Regions from separate parts of the Oryctolagus cuniculus genome. Here region 2 is linked to region 1. A link is a contact called in public Hi-C data. All regions are on one chromosome and are shown on one strand. Each heading gives the region's core, a stretch centred on a gene start, on an enhancer-like site or on the middle of the called end of the contact. The rest is flanking DNA. Distances are from core to core; before and after follow the strand shown. Region 1 has its middle 91 kb from the start of EEPD1. Region 2 overlaps EEPD1 (endonuclease/exonuclease/phosphatase family domain containing 1).

Region 1 (5,913 bases), core at 261-2,760:
AGGGGTTTGGAGGTAGGTGCAGGAGCTTAACTGTCCCCATTTCACGCTTGTTGCTTCATAGCTTCATAGTCACAAGAGGGCAGCATAGTTCCTGGTATCCCACGCTCGGTCACGACAGAAGACTGTGTTGCTTCTGTCCTTTTTATAAGAAAAGCAAACGCTTCTCCTGAAGTCATTCATAGCTGCGAGAAAGACTGTGAAGGTGAGCTCTTCAGCTGTCTGGGCTTCCACTTGAAGGCGGCAAGGAAGGGGCTTGGGAAGGGGTGTGGCAGCGTTGGGTCCCTGGCATTTCTGCATCGGGATTCATGGATACTGACCTAAGGAGCATCAGCTTCTGCCATAGAAAGAGCGACACAGACTTTCCTCCCAAAACCTTCACCAGTGTGTTAGGTCCAGGGACCAACATGGCCAAGACAGTGCTGTCTGGCCTTGACCCAGCAGGGCTGGAGGGCAGGCTGGGGCAGGGAGCCCGGGAGGGAGGGGTCTGAGCAGGAGGACAGCTTAGACCAGGATCTTTGCCTTGTGAATATTAAGGACACGTATTTCCATTCGTCTTATAAAAAGGGAACATGATGAATTCTAAAACCCAGAATTTCTCTATTGCTTTTATTTTAAATCTACTGAATAGTTAAGAATAGTGTATGCTCTTGTACAACAAAGTGAATGTACTTACTATCACTGTATACTTAAGCAATTAGGACAGTAAGTTTTATGTCATGTATATTTTACCAGAATTTAAAAAATGAGTCAGAGAGGAATTCATAGTTAGATAAAGGGTCGGAGTAGCAGAGAAGAGGGTCAATATGTGTCCTCCTCATTGAGGACGGCAGCGAGTAATGAAGAGGGGGATCGAGGCAGCACTGGGCTTGCAGTCGGAAGACAGGCTTAGAGCATGGCTCTGAATTTGGTCTATGAACTTGAACTAATTTCTGCAACCCTTGTTTCAGTAGCCTATTTTGTAAAATTGGGATAATAGAACCAGCTGTGCCTACCACACAGGGATCAAACCAGGGAAATCACATAATTTCCCCCAGTTTGTAAACCTGACAGTTCTACACCCCGAGCAGGTTAAGCTTAAGCTCCTCCTGCACCCCAGAAAGCGCCAAACGCCAGCCCCAGCCCCACCAGTGCTATGGGACTTGCTCTCAGAACCAGGGCACTTGCCCGCAGATGGTGGGCTGGGAAGGCGCACGCAGCATCGGGGTGGCTCGCCTCCTCTCCCTCTGCTTGCACATACTTGGCAAACACTCCAAGTGTTCCAAAGGTCACACTCACGTCAGTCGTTCTGGGCTACAGTGGGCCAATGGGTGTTGAAGAGCTTTTCAGTTAAGAATCTTACAATGGAAGCATTAAATAAATGTAACATATGGAAATATATATCAGCTCCTCCCTCCCCCCCGCCAAACTGCATATGCCTCCTTGGCTGTGGAGTTTAAGAACAAGCACTCCATTAGTGCTGCATCAGATGTCATCTAATATCAACAAACACCTGCCAAAAACACAGCTCTTGGCTTAATAAGGATGTTGACACTGCGCAGCATGGGTGCGTCCGGGCGCCGCGGCAGCTGGGCACCCTGTTTCTGGATGATTATTTTTCTGCCACCCTCCCATTCCATTTTCTCAGAAAAGTAGAGGAAAGGAGAAAGGATGAAAAATCATGGACTTCGTCCAATACCATCTGTAGCAAGGGTTAGATAAGTGGATTGAAATCACTGTATCCCATCTATGGATATCAATTATTTAGATTTTTCCGATCCCCATTATGGTAGGAACAGCTGAGTTAGCTCCAGCCCCTAATCTTGGCATCCAGAGGACGCTGCTTAAATAAAACAGGGTGCACCTGGGATGGCGAATGGTCCTTGCGAATGAGGCAGGCGTTTGCTGCAGTATTAAGGACCATGGGATAGCTTCGCTTTGGACTTGAATGAATAAATCCTCCTCATTGCACGACTGTTTGCAGGTGGCCAGGCCTCCAACACTCAGTACTCATACAAAGGTCCATCCCAAGAACTCCCAGTCTACTTCTTCACCCTCATGAGTTTGTAGGGCACTCAAAGACCCCGAGTGCCTTCAGCTATCTGGGCTGGGGCTGCTTCAGAAGGCTGACCTTCCTCTGACTCACGACGTCGTCTTTGCTTCCTGGAGCTCTGCGGGTTTTAGTGGCGTCGTGGGGTTTCATCAGCCTTGGCTCCATGGGGTCCCCCCAGAAGCGGCCGTTTCCGGTGGGAGGGGTCTGCCGTGTGACGTATTACCGCAGTGCCAGCAGGAGACGGCCCCAGGTGAAAGGTGGGGGGGTTATAGCCTGCGTGTTCTAATCCAGGAGTCCGCTGGCGTCTCGGGACCCATGAGAGCCAGAGGAGACGGATCCAGGTCCTTTCCCACAGACTGCAGGGGTCCAAAGCCTTGACGAGTTCTCTGAATCCTAGGTCAAGGTCAGCTCTCCTCTGAACGACTTTCTTCCCCGCGTGGTGTCCTCCTCTCTGCCTCTGGTGGCGGTTTCTCGTCTCTACGGGACCCAAGGCCAGAGCCGCAGCGCTTTGTCCTGTTCCCCTAGTCCCTCCAACACAGCAAGGCAATCCAGCGGCTGCCCGCGGCTGGACTTTGTGCAACAACTGACCGCCCAAGGTGGTCTGCGGGTTCCCACGCAGGCCAGCACCCACTCACCTCGCAGTGACACCTCCCCCCGCCAGGACCAGATTAACAAAATTTACAGCAGTCTCACTCTTTCTGTCTTTAAGATGTCCACGTGTGTGTTACACTCGCTTGCTGACCCCAAAGAGAGTTGGCTCTTCAGTAGGTAGGCACAGCGGTTAATGGAGCAAACCGAGACCACCACCACCCCACCCCCCAAGCAGGTCCCACCTCTTAAAGGGTCGCGCCACTTCAACACCCCCACATGTGGACTGCTGGGGACAAAACACATCCAAACCATGGCCCGGTGGAATCTGGACGCTCTCAGACTCCCATTCAAAGCACCTCTGTGAAGGAGTTTCACAGCAGATCGGGGACTTGGAGCCAGTCCTGGCTGCTGTTCTCCACGCTGCAGGAAATGAGTTCATAGAAAAGACTCAAGGTCAGCTGCTTATCCAGTGACAGCTGATCCTGCTGCTGTCAGTCGGCAGATAAACAGATAACGCAAATGCTAAGTGAATGTGAATCATAGCATTTAAATGATGCATTTAATAAATAGTTTTAATGAAATGATAATTCCTGATGGTCATATTTGCATTTAGTAAAACTTATTTTTAGCTTCAGTGATAGGACTGAAAGTATCAAAACGTCTTAGTTTCAATATTAAATGAATACCTAACACTTGTTGACTCCTAACACATGCCACAGGTATGTGAGTCACAGGTGTTATCTACAAGGATCCCATTATACAGAAAGGGAAACCAGGGGCTTTGGGGGTAGAAGAACTTATTCCAGGACTCATGACTCACGGTGCTCTGTCGCCTGCTCACTTGAAATCACCTCTGAGATTTTCCACTGCTCGGGGCTTGCACTGTGGCACAGTGGGTTAGCTGCTGCCTGCAGTGCCGGCAACCCATATGGGCACTGGTTCCTGGCCGGCTGCTCCACCTCCAATCCAGCTTCCTATGATGCATCTAGGAAAGCAGCCAAGATGGCCCAGGTACTTGGGCTCCTGCACCTATGTGGGAGACATGGAGGCAGGTCCAGGCTCCCGGCTTAGGCCAGGCCCAGCTCCAGGTGTTGTGGCCTTTTGGAGAATGAACAAATGAAGGATGTCTCTCACCTTTCAAATAAACAAATATCCAGTTTCCAAGAAATATCCCACGGTCAGCACTGTCCTAAAGGCTTTTTTTTTTTTTTTTGACAGGCAGAGTGGACAGTGAGAGACAGAGAGAAAGGTCTTCTTTGCCGTTGGTTCACCCTCCAATGGCCGCTGCACTGTGCCTATCCGAAGGCAGGAGCCTTCTCCTGGTCTCCCATGGGGTGCAGGGCCCAAGCACTTGGGCCATCCTCCACTGCACTCCCTGGCCACAGCAGAGAGCTGGCCTGGAAGAGGGGCAACCGGGACAGAATCCGGTGCCCTGACCGGGACTAGAACCCGGTATGCCGGCGCCGCAAGGCGGAGGATTAGCCTAGTGAGCCGCGGTGCCGGCCCCTAAAGGCTTCTACCGTTTGCCCTTTTCCTAATGGCCACAACTGCAGAGCGCTCAGAAGTTTCTGGAGGCTGCAGTGAAATCTGAATTTCCCTTTTGACTCCGAAGAGTCTCTTCTTTTGCCTTAGTTTTTGCTTTATGTTTTCCTTTTAAGGGAAAAAGCAAATTTGGAAATACTAAGGCTATATTGTTGGAGGGTGCTTCAAAAAATTAATGGGAAAATCAAGTTAAAAATGTTTCCTTTGGTGGAGAAATCATGCAGTTTCTTCACAATACGTATCTCCCATGAACTATTTGACGATCCCTCGCATGCTTGAATTTCAAAATTTTTTTGTCCCAAAATAAATGCGTCTTTGAATTCTATTTGTCCATAAGCTTTTTAAAGCACCTTCACACTAACCATGACGCCGCCGACTTGCTGGGAGACTGCTCGCGGCTGTGGGTCAGCACACATATGCTGGAATGTTCCTTCGATGGGTTTGCATTTTTTCCAGACACCCATGTCAGTCTGCATCTGCCCATTTCTCAGCTCACGTGAGGAGGGCACTGTGTGTGGGATTGTTGTCGTCTGGCTCAGGATGAACGCGCGAAGTGAAGGGAGCCATGGTGGACGTCACTCTCACCAGGACTGTGACAGGCAACCTAGCAGAGGGCAGAGTGTGACAAAACCCCCTTGCTGCTAGTTTCTGAGTGACTGGTAGAAAGTGGTGTCCAAAAAAAAAAAAAAAAAAAAAAAAGCTGGTGCCACGGCTCACTTGCCTAATCCTCTGCCTGTGGCACCGGCACCGCGGGTTCTAGTCCTGGTCGGGGTGCTGGATTCTGTTCCAGTTGCTCCTCTTTTAGTCCAGCTCTCTGCTGTGGCCTGGGAAGGCAGTGGAGGATGGCCCAAGTCCTTGGGCCCTGCACCCCATGGGAGACCAGGAGGAAGCACCTGGCTCCTGGCTTTGGATTGGCGCAGCGCGCAGGCCGTAGTGGCCATTTAGGGGGTGAACCAACAGAAGGAAGACCCTTCTCTCTGTCTCTCTCTCTCTCTCTGTGCCTGTCAAAAAAAAAAAAAAAAAGTGTGTGTCTCTGATTTATCTCTGGAGATCAGCCGAGCTGTGCAAAAGCTCCCCTGGGTGCTCTAACCTCCTCCAGGCCTTTGAACGTAGCAGTTAGGAATGTTATGCCGGGGTGCTTGCCAGCTGAGCTGACCCTGCACGCTCGGGCTGCTCCTCAGCCCACCTCTGGGCCTTGCTGCTGAGTTCGTGTGCCACCTGCACCCCGTGTGCTTACGTTTATTGTGCAACTCGGGATGTCATTGTCCCCAGCAGACACGGGGCCAGCAGGGCAGGCACACTGTGATCCTTGACCTTCAGCACCATACTAGGGACACAGGTGATCTAAAAGCAGCTGGGTGGACACAGGGACCCCCTGGCTGCCGCTCAGCATTGCCCTCCGGGGTCTGGCCACACTGTGCTTTGTTCCTGACCTTCCCCTCTGCCCGTGCATAACAAGCCTGGGGCTGCTCTGCTGGCCTTGTCCTTGCCCGCCGACCCCCTTCACAACTGCCCGTGCACACCAGGAAGCCCGATCATTTCTACTGCTCTCACTCAGGGGCTGGCGAGAGGCCGCTTGAGCCTGGCAAGCCTCCCTGCCTGGTGGCTGTCTGCGGGAAGGACGCGGAGCGAGGTGGCCGGAGCCGGCTGAGATGCATTCCTCGTCATGCGTGCAGTGCGCTTCTGCCAAAGTCCTGAAAGCCCTTTTGTTCCAGGGTGGTGTGGGAGCCCGGACGCTCTCCGCATGGCAA
Region 2 (6,237 bases), core at 2,030-4,529, 140 kb after region 1:
CCTGAGTCAAGGGAGTTCAGATCTTAAAGCTCCGTCTCTGGCCTTATGTCTCCTAGAATGAGTCTCTGTCCCTTGTCCCTCTTTTCTCTTCCCTTTTGCTGGGGTTGGGGGTGGCCTTGTGGTGGCCTATGAAGGTTGAGCAGGTAGCTCCTCAGTGGCGGCTGAATGTGGGCACTTCTGGCCCAGGGAACTTTGTTTCGTGATGTGGGTTAATGCTGTTCTCTTGATTTATTCTGAAAACTCTTTGTGAGCAAGAACTGCTTCTCGTATGTCTTCTGGTCACTCGGTGTTGTACGTGGGGTGCTTGTTCTGTAAACATTTGCTGGCTGAGCGGAGAGGAGGAAAGTGGTGTTGGTAAACATGGTGGATTGTACTAGTGGTGAGTCGGTCTTGGAGGGTGAAATCCGTCATGCCCCAGGCACCCTCTTGGCATTAGGGTGAGCAGTTGGGGGGTCATTTCCCACCTAGGGAGGCGTGGACCTGGAGCCCCCGTGTGGTTCAGGGCTATTGGCCCTTTGGGATCTTTGCAGTTGTCCCTGAAATGCAATGAGGATCACAGCAGAGTCAAGTCTGCAGATGTCCAGAGTCCCGCAGACCCGTGGGGCTCACCTGGGAGGCAGGGCCTGGAGCTGCCACTTTGCTCTGAGTACCTCCCCCTGGAGTTTCTGTAATGGACAGTGTAGCAGGTGTTTGTTGATGACTTCCTGGATGCTGGTTATGTAGGGATGCATGAATCCTAGTTCTTGCTCTCCAGGCCCCGGGGAAGAAGATCATCTTGGCATCGTTACTAGACAGTGGGGATGAGTTAGCTGAGCAGAAAGCCAGGGCAGTGGTCCCAACTCATTTCTGTCCAGACACCTTGGTCAGCCCCTTCCGACCCCAGTGGTGCCGATTGTCCTGGGGAGGCGTCTCTGCTCTGATCCTGGCCCTCAGGTTGTGGGAAGTGGGGGTGGCTTTCAGGTGCCCATGTGGCCTTTGGGTGTGGGTCTTGGTGCTGTTAGGAAGGATGAGAACGTGGTCCTAGGCATAGTCTGGAAAGCCCTGGTTAGAAAGCTTGGTAAGCGTCTCCTCTCCCCAGGTGAAGCGGCGTTAGAGTTTGAATTACGTACTTAACTGTGGCGCCTGGTAAGAGATCCCCAAAGTGTGCAGAGCTTTCTGCTGGGAGGTGGGGGTGGGGAGGAGCCGCACACGGAAACCAGGTCCCTGGCTGTTTGTACAGCTTTAGTGCCTCTGCAAAGTCGCTCTTTCTGCAGAGAGGAGACAAGAGTAGCAAAGAGTGGCACAGACAAAACCCCATGGAAACCTTCCCCCGGACTCTGGGGTAATGGGGCCACTGACCTAAATAAGGGCAGGCATCTGTGAGGACAATGAGCTCCAGCTGCCAGCATCTTACGTTCACACGCTGGCCCTGTGTGCACGGAGGCCCAGGCGACACAGAGCCTGCTGTCCCGTGCCAGCTGATCTACCCGAGTCCTGCCCGGGGAAGGAGCTTGATTGAAAGCTGAGTGACAACACGGCAGACTCCCTGACCAGAACGAGCCAGCAAGCAGGATTTTATCTTAGGAATCCTCAGCAGTGAGAAGGTCTCTTCGGGCTGCACTGCTGGGCAGGCCATGTGTACAGTGCTGTGACCTTAATGTTCTGGGTGCATGCTTTTAAAAGTGATACTAACTTTGATATTTTAAAAAATATTTATGTATTTGTTTGAAAGAGAGAGAGGAAGAGACAGGGAGAGATCTTCCATCCGCTGGTTTACTCCCCCAGATGGTTACAACAGCCAGCACTGGGCCAGGCTGAAGCCAGGAGCCAGGAGCTTCACCCGAGTCTACCTCGTGGGTAGCAGGGGCCCAAGCACTTGGACCATCTTCTGCTGCTTTCCCCAGGGCGTTAGCGGAGAGCTGGGTCAGGAACGGAGCAGTCGGGACACAAACCAGTGCCCACATAGGATGCCAGTGTTGCAGGTGACTAATTTTAATAGTGTATATTTCATCCAGCATATCCAAACTGTGAGCATTTATGCCCATAATCAATATAGAAATTATTAAGGGAAGGTTCTACATTCCTTTTGTGTAACTTGTTAAAATCTGGCATATATTTTACCCAAGTGAGATAGCCCATCTGAATTCAGACTCACCACAGTACAGGTGCCTGACGGCCACGTGTGGCTCTGAGCTGCCATATGGGACGGATTCACCCTGGAAGCCAGGTTGGAAATCTTCCAGGGTGTAGCCCAGGCCTGGCCTGCATCATTTGTTATAGGATCTGGGTAGCGTTCACCTAAAAAAATGAGAGAGCTTTAAACCTGAGTAAGTTATGGGTGGTAATAACTCTTTACATTTTCCTAGGGTTTTCCATTTACACAACAGCAGTATGTTGCACCTAAAACTGTGTGGGAGGCAGGAATCACCAGCCCCTCACCAGGCATTTATTGAGGATGTGGTGGGTGCCCGGCTCTGATTCACATCCAGGTCCTGTATCTGGGGAGCTCAGATGTCGGGAGAGAACAGTCCTGGAGCCAGCACGGGCAGAGCAGTGGTGGGGTTGTGAGCAGGGCTGTGAAACCGGAGAAGCACCCGAACCTGTTCAAGGTGTTGTGGTGGGGGAGGTCCTCAGAGGAGGGATGTTCCAGCAGTCAGATGCAGAATGGGGAGACGTTGCTAGGCAGGTAAATGGGGTGGGAGGGACACACAGCCTGAACACGATCCCTTGGGGTTAGATCTTCTCCACCTGGTGTGTCCGTCCGACAGCCCAGACAGGTAAGGCCACTTGCTTGAAATCCTACCAGGTGCTCACGGGAGAGGGCTCTGGAGCCCAGAAGCTTCGGCTTATCAGGAATAAAGGAGCCGCGCATCTGGAAGAGTTGGTCCCAAAGACAAAGTTTTTAGGAAGGGGCACGTGGGAGGGACCCCAGCCCCGGAGCCTGCTGCTAAGTGGCCTCGATTTCTTTCCTGCCTGTAGCCACCGTTTCTTGCTTTGAAATCTGAAACAAGACCAGTTTGCCTACAAGTGCAGTGAGGATGTGTGCGCCTGAGTGCTGTTTGTTTACACAATGTTCCTGTCCAGTGCATCCTGAAGTCTTGGGGGAACAATCAGCAGGGCGCAGAGGTGAATGGACTCTGCAGCTGGCCTCTCCGTGCAGGGTTTTTTTTTTTTTTTAAACCCACACAGGAAGTGAGGCTTTTGCCTTTTGTCCACTGAAGGCCCTTGACCAGCACAGGGCAGAGCAGAGGCAGTGCTGCCCGCGGCTTGCTGTCCTCCAGGAATGCCACGCCTCCTCTGTACTCAGCAGCTTTTATTTTTATCTCATCAGCGTGTTCCTCCTTTTGAAGTGTGAATCCTAGTGACCCGAATGCGCTGTCTGCCTGGGGCTGGACCTGGGCCAGCGGGACCAGGTTACTCGAGTTCACAGGCGACCCTGATGCCAGTTCCCTGTGTGACTGGATGGGGCCCGGACAGGGCAAGCTCACCCATGGACTGATAAGTTCTCCAGCTGGGGAGACTGTGTGCTCAAAATAAATTGGGGCCTGTGTTACCCCTCATAGCAGCCCTGTAGAATCAGTGGGCAAGACTGGCGCAGGTTCAGTGCTGATATGCAGGCAGGCAGAATGCCACGTGTGTGCTGCCATGTGTGTGCCTCTCTGTTTTTGGTGGGATGGAAGGCAGGCCCACCTGAGGCTCTGTTGAGGTTTACTCACGCTGATGGACTGGAACTGGGTGATGGAGGGCGGGTGTCCTGTTTCCCTGGAATTGAGTGGTCAGCACTGGCTGCCCAGTGCTTGGGGGAGGATGTGGTAGAGGCCTGCCCCTGCTGGCTGATGCCCTTACCGCACCTGCTGTAGAAGGAGGACAAGGGTACTGGTGGCCCCTGAGCTGTACTGGGAACTGTGTTCTTTTCTGTTAGGTCCGTGAGTTCTGTGAGCTTACCTCCATGTGAGCCAGTTTTGCATAAAGCAGTGGTTCTCCAAGTGTGGTTCCTGGGCCAGTGCCTGTTAGGAATGCACACTCCTCAGCCCACAGCCCCTCTACAGAGTAAGGACTCTTGGAAGCTTCGGTGGGCCCCACAGCAGCCTGGGGACCCCTACTGGGAGACAAGAGCACAGATTCAGGGCTAGCCTGGGCTCAAATCGCAGGTGTACAGCCTTGGGCAAATAGGGCAGCCATTCTGTGCGGAGCGTTCTCATCATAGCTTGGGGGTAATAACAGTGCCTGCTGTGCAGAGTGGGCTGGGGTTACAGTGGGTCAGTACACATGCTGAAGCGGGAGTTCTGTGTGGGCGTGTAAGAAGCATCCCTAACTCACTCAAAGGCAAGGAGCTTTGATTCAAGGTCTTTTTGACTTCAAGGCTATTTACTCCGTTTGTTACATTCACCGTTGCTAAATCAAATTCATTTCACTGGTAAGGCATCCAGTTCTGCCAAAAAGCAATGCAGGCTACCCTGTAGGCTGGGGCAAGCTGGCAGCGAACATTTCTTTCTCGTTGCTGCTCTGATTCATTGGTAGGGGCTGCTGCGAGTACTGCGAGAAGGATTTTGTGCCAAGCCCAAGCCCGGTGTAGGTGTGCTGTGACTGATGAGAGGTGTCTGCCCTGGGTGCTTGGGGGTGTTGTGTGTTCTCCCTTCCTTCTGTCGGTTGATGTCAACTCACTGTGCATTTCTGATCTTTTATTGTCACTGGATTTTAACGAGAGGCTGGTTAAGAGTCACCCTTTGGGGCTGGCACTGTGGTGTAGTGGGTAAAGCTGCTGCCTCCAGTGCCGGCATCCCACATGGGCACCGGTTCGAGACCCGGCTGCTCCACTTCCGATCCAGCTCTCTGCTAGGGTCTGGGAAAGCAGTGGAAGATGGCCCAAGTCCTTGGACCCCTGCACCCACGTGGGAGATCCAGAGGAAGCTCTTGGCTCCTGGCTTCGGATCAGCATGGTTCTGGCTGTTGCGGCCATCTGGGGAGTGAACCATTGGATGGAAGACCTCTCTTTCTCTCTCTCTCTGCCTCTCCTTCTCTCTCTGTGTAACCCTGACTTTCAAATAAATAAATAAATCTTTAAATAAAAAAAGAGTCACCCCTGAATACCACGGGCCAGAGGCATCATGTGGGCTGCACGTGTTTGGGGTGGATTAGCAGGAGCCTGCCTGGCTTTGTGGGCAGCACTGGGCCCAGTGATTAATGTGCTCTTTGGCCTCGTGCCATCTCTTTGGGCACAGTAAAGGGCTGGTTGAGGATCCGGGCATTGAGAGGCCTGGACAGACCTCTTCCCACCTCATTGAGACTGACCGGAGCTTTTGGCCCCGTTGCGCAGATACGGAAACCTAGATGCCCCCCGCCCCCAAAACCAGCATTAGTTTCCAGCACATCACCATTGGCTGCAGTCCAGTGGGTGAAGCTTTCAGGGGCTTGTTTCCCTCCCCTAGTACCTACAAGAGCCAGCGCGAGCCCAGGCTGAAGCCAGTAACTCAGCCTTGCCTTTCCAACATGGGTGGCAGGGACCCAAGCACTTGAGCCATCATCACCTGCTGCCTCCCAGAGTCTGCCTTAGCAGGAAGCTAGGATGGAGAGCAGAGCCAGGACTGGAACCCAGGCACCCTGCTTAGGGATGTGGACGTCCTAGGCTGCAGCTTCGCCACTGCACCAAACACCCCCCTCTGAATGCTGTCTCTTTTCTCAGAAGGCACCAGGCCTGCGGCTCCTGCTTCTCCTGGATCTGAGAAAGGAGTTCTCTGTGGCCAGTCCCATTCACTGCACATGTGTGTATTGGGGCGGGGCCAGGCTCTCACTAATAACCAAGGAACCCTGGCCCCCGTTTACCTTTCTCTGTCCCTCCTCGCCTGGACGAATAATTGTGGTTTCCTATCATTATGAGTCTGTCTTAGTATGGTGTTTCAGGCTGTAATCACACCCATATTATCATTTTCAGCATAGTATTTCTGATAACACACAGGATCCTTCAAAAAGACTAGGGGAATGGAATTAAAAGATAAGCTTGGACCGGTGCTGCTGCTCACTTGGCTAATCCCCCGCCTGTGGCGCCAGCACCCCGGGTTCTAGTCCCGGTTGGGGCACCAGATTCTGTCCTGGTTGCTCCTCTTCCAGTCCAGCTCTCTGCTGTGGCCCAGGAAGGCAGTGGAGGATGGCCCAAGTGCTTGGGCCCTGCACCCTCCATGGGAGACCAGGAGGAAACACCTGGCTCCTGGCTTTGGATTGGCGCAGCGCACTGGCCGTAGCGGCCATTTGAGGGGTGAA

The links. A called contact is a pair of places that touch in the nucleus more often than the background predicts.
Region 2: a Hi-C map of skin fibroblasts shows a contact between it and region 1, with 2.7 times the contacts expected there. The contact joins two enhancer-like sites. A contact is called at or near these places in 2 of 6 Hi-C or Micro-C datasets (embryonic fibroblasts and skin fibroblasts).

Annotation. Positions count from the first base shown.
Region 1 is chr16:26,528,286-26,534,198 of mOryCun1.1, forward strand. No RefSeq gene overlaps it. Among named protein-coding and RNA genes, the nearest start is that of EEPD1, 91 kb to the right of the region's middle. Within about 2 kb of position 1,511, at least 1 of the 8 cell types and tissues checked has an H3K27ac peak or open chromatin away from gene starts, as enhancers often do.
Region 2 is chr16:26,665,357-26,671,593 of mOryCun1.1, forward strand. The region is part of intron 2 of EEPD1 (endonuclease/exonuclease/phosphatase family domain containing 1); the gene reads left to right. Among named protein-coding and RNA genes, the nearest start is that of EEPD1, 47 kb to the left of the region's middle. Within about 2 kb of position 3,280, at least 4 of the 8 cell types and tissues checked have an H3K27ac peak or open chromatin away from gene starts, as enhancers often do.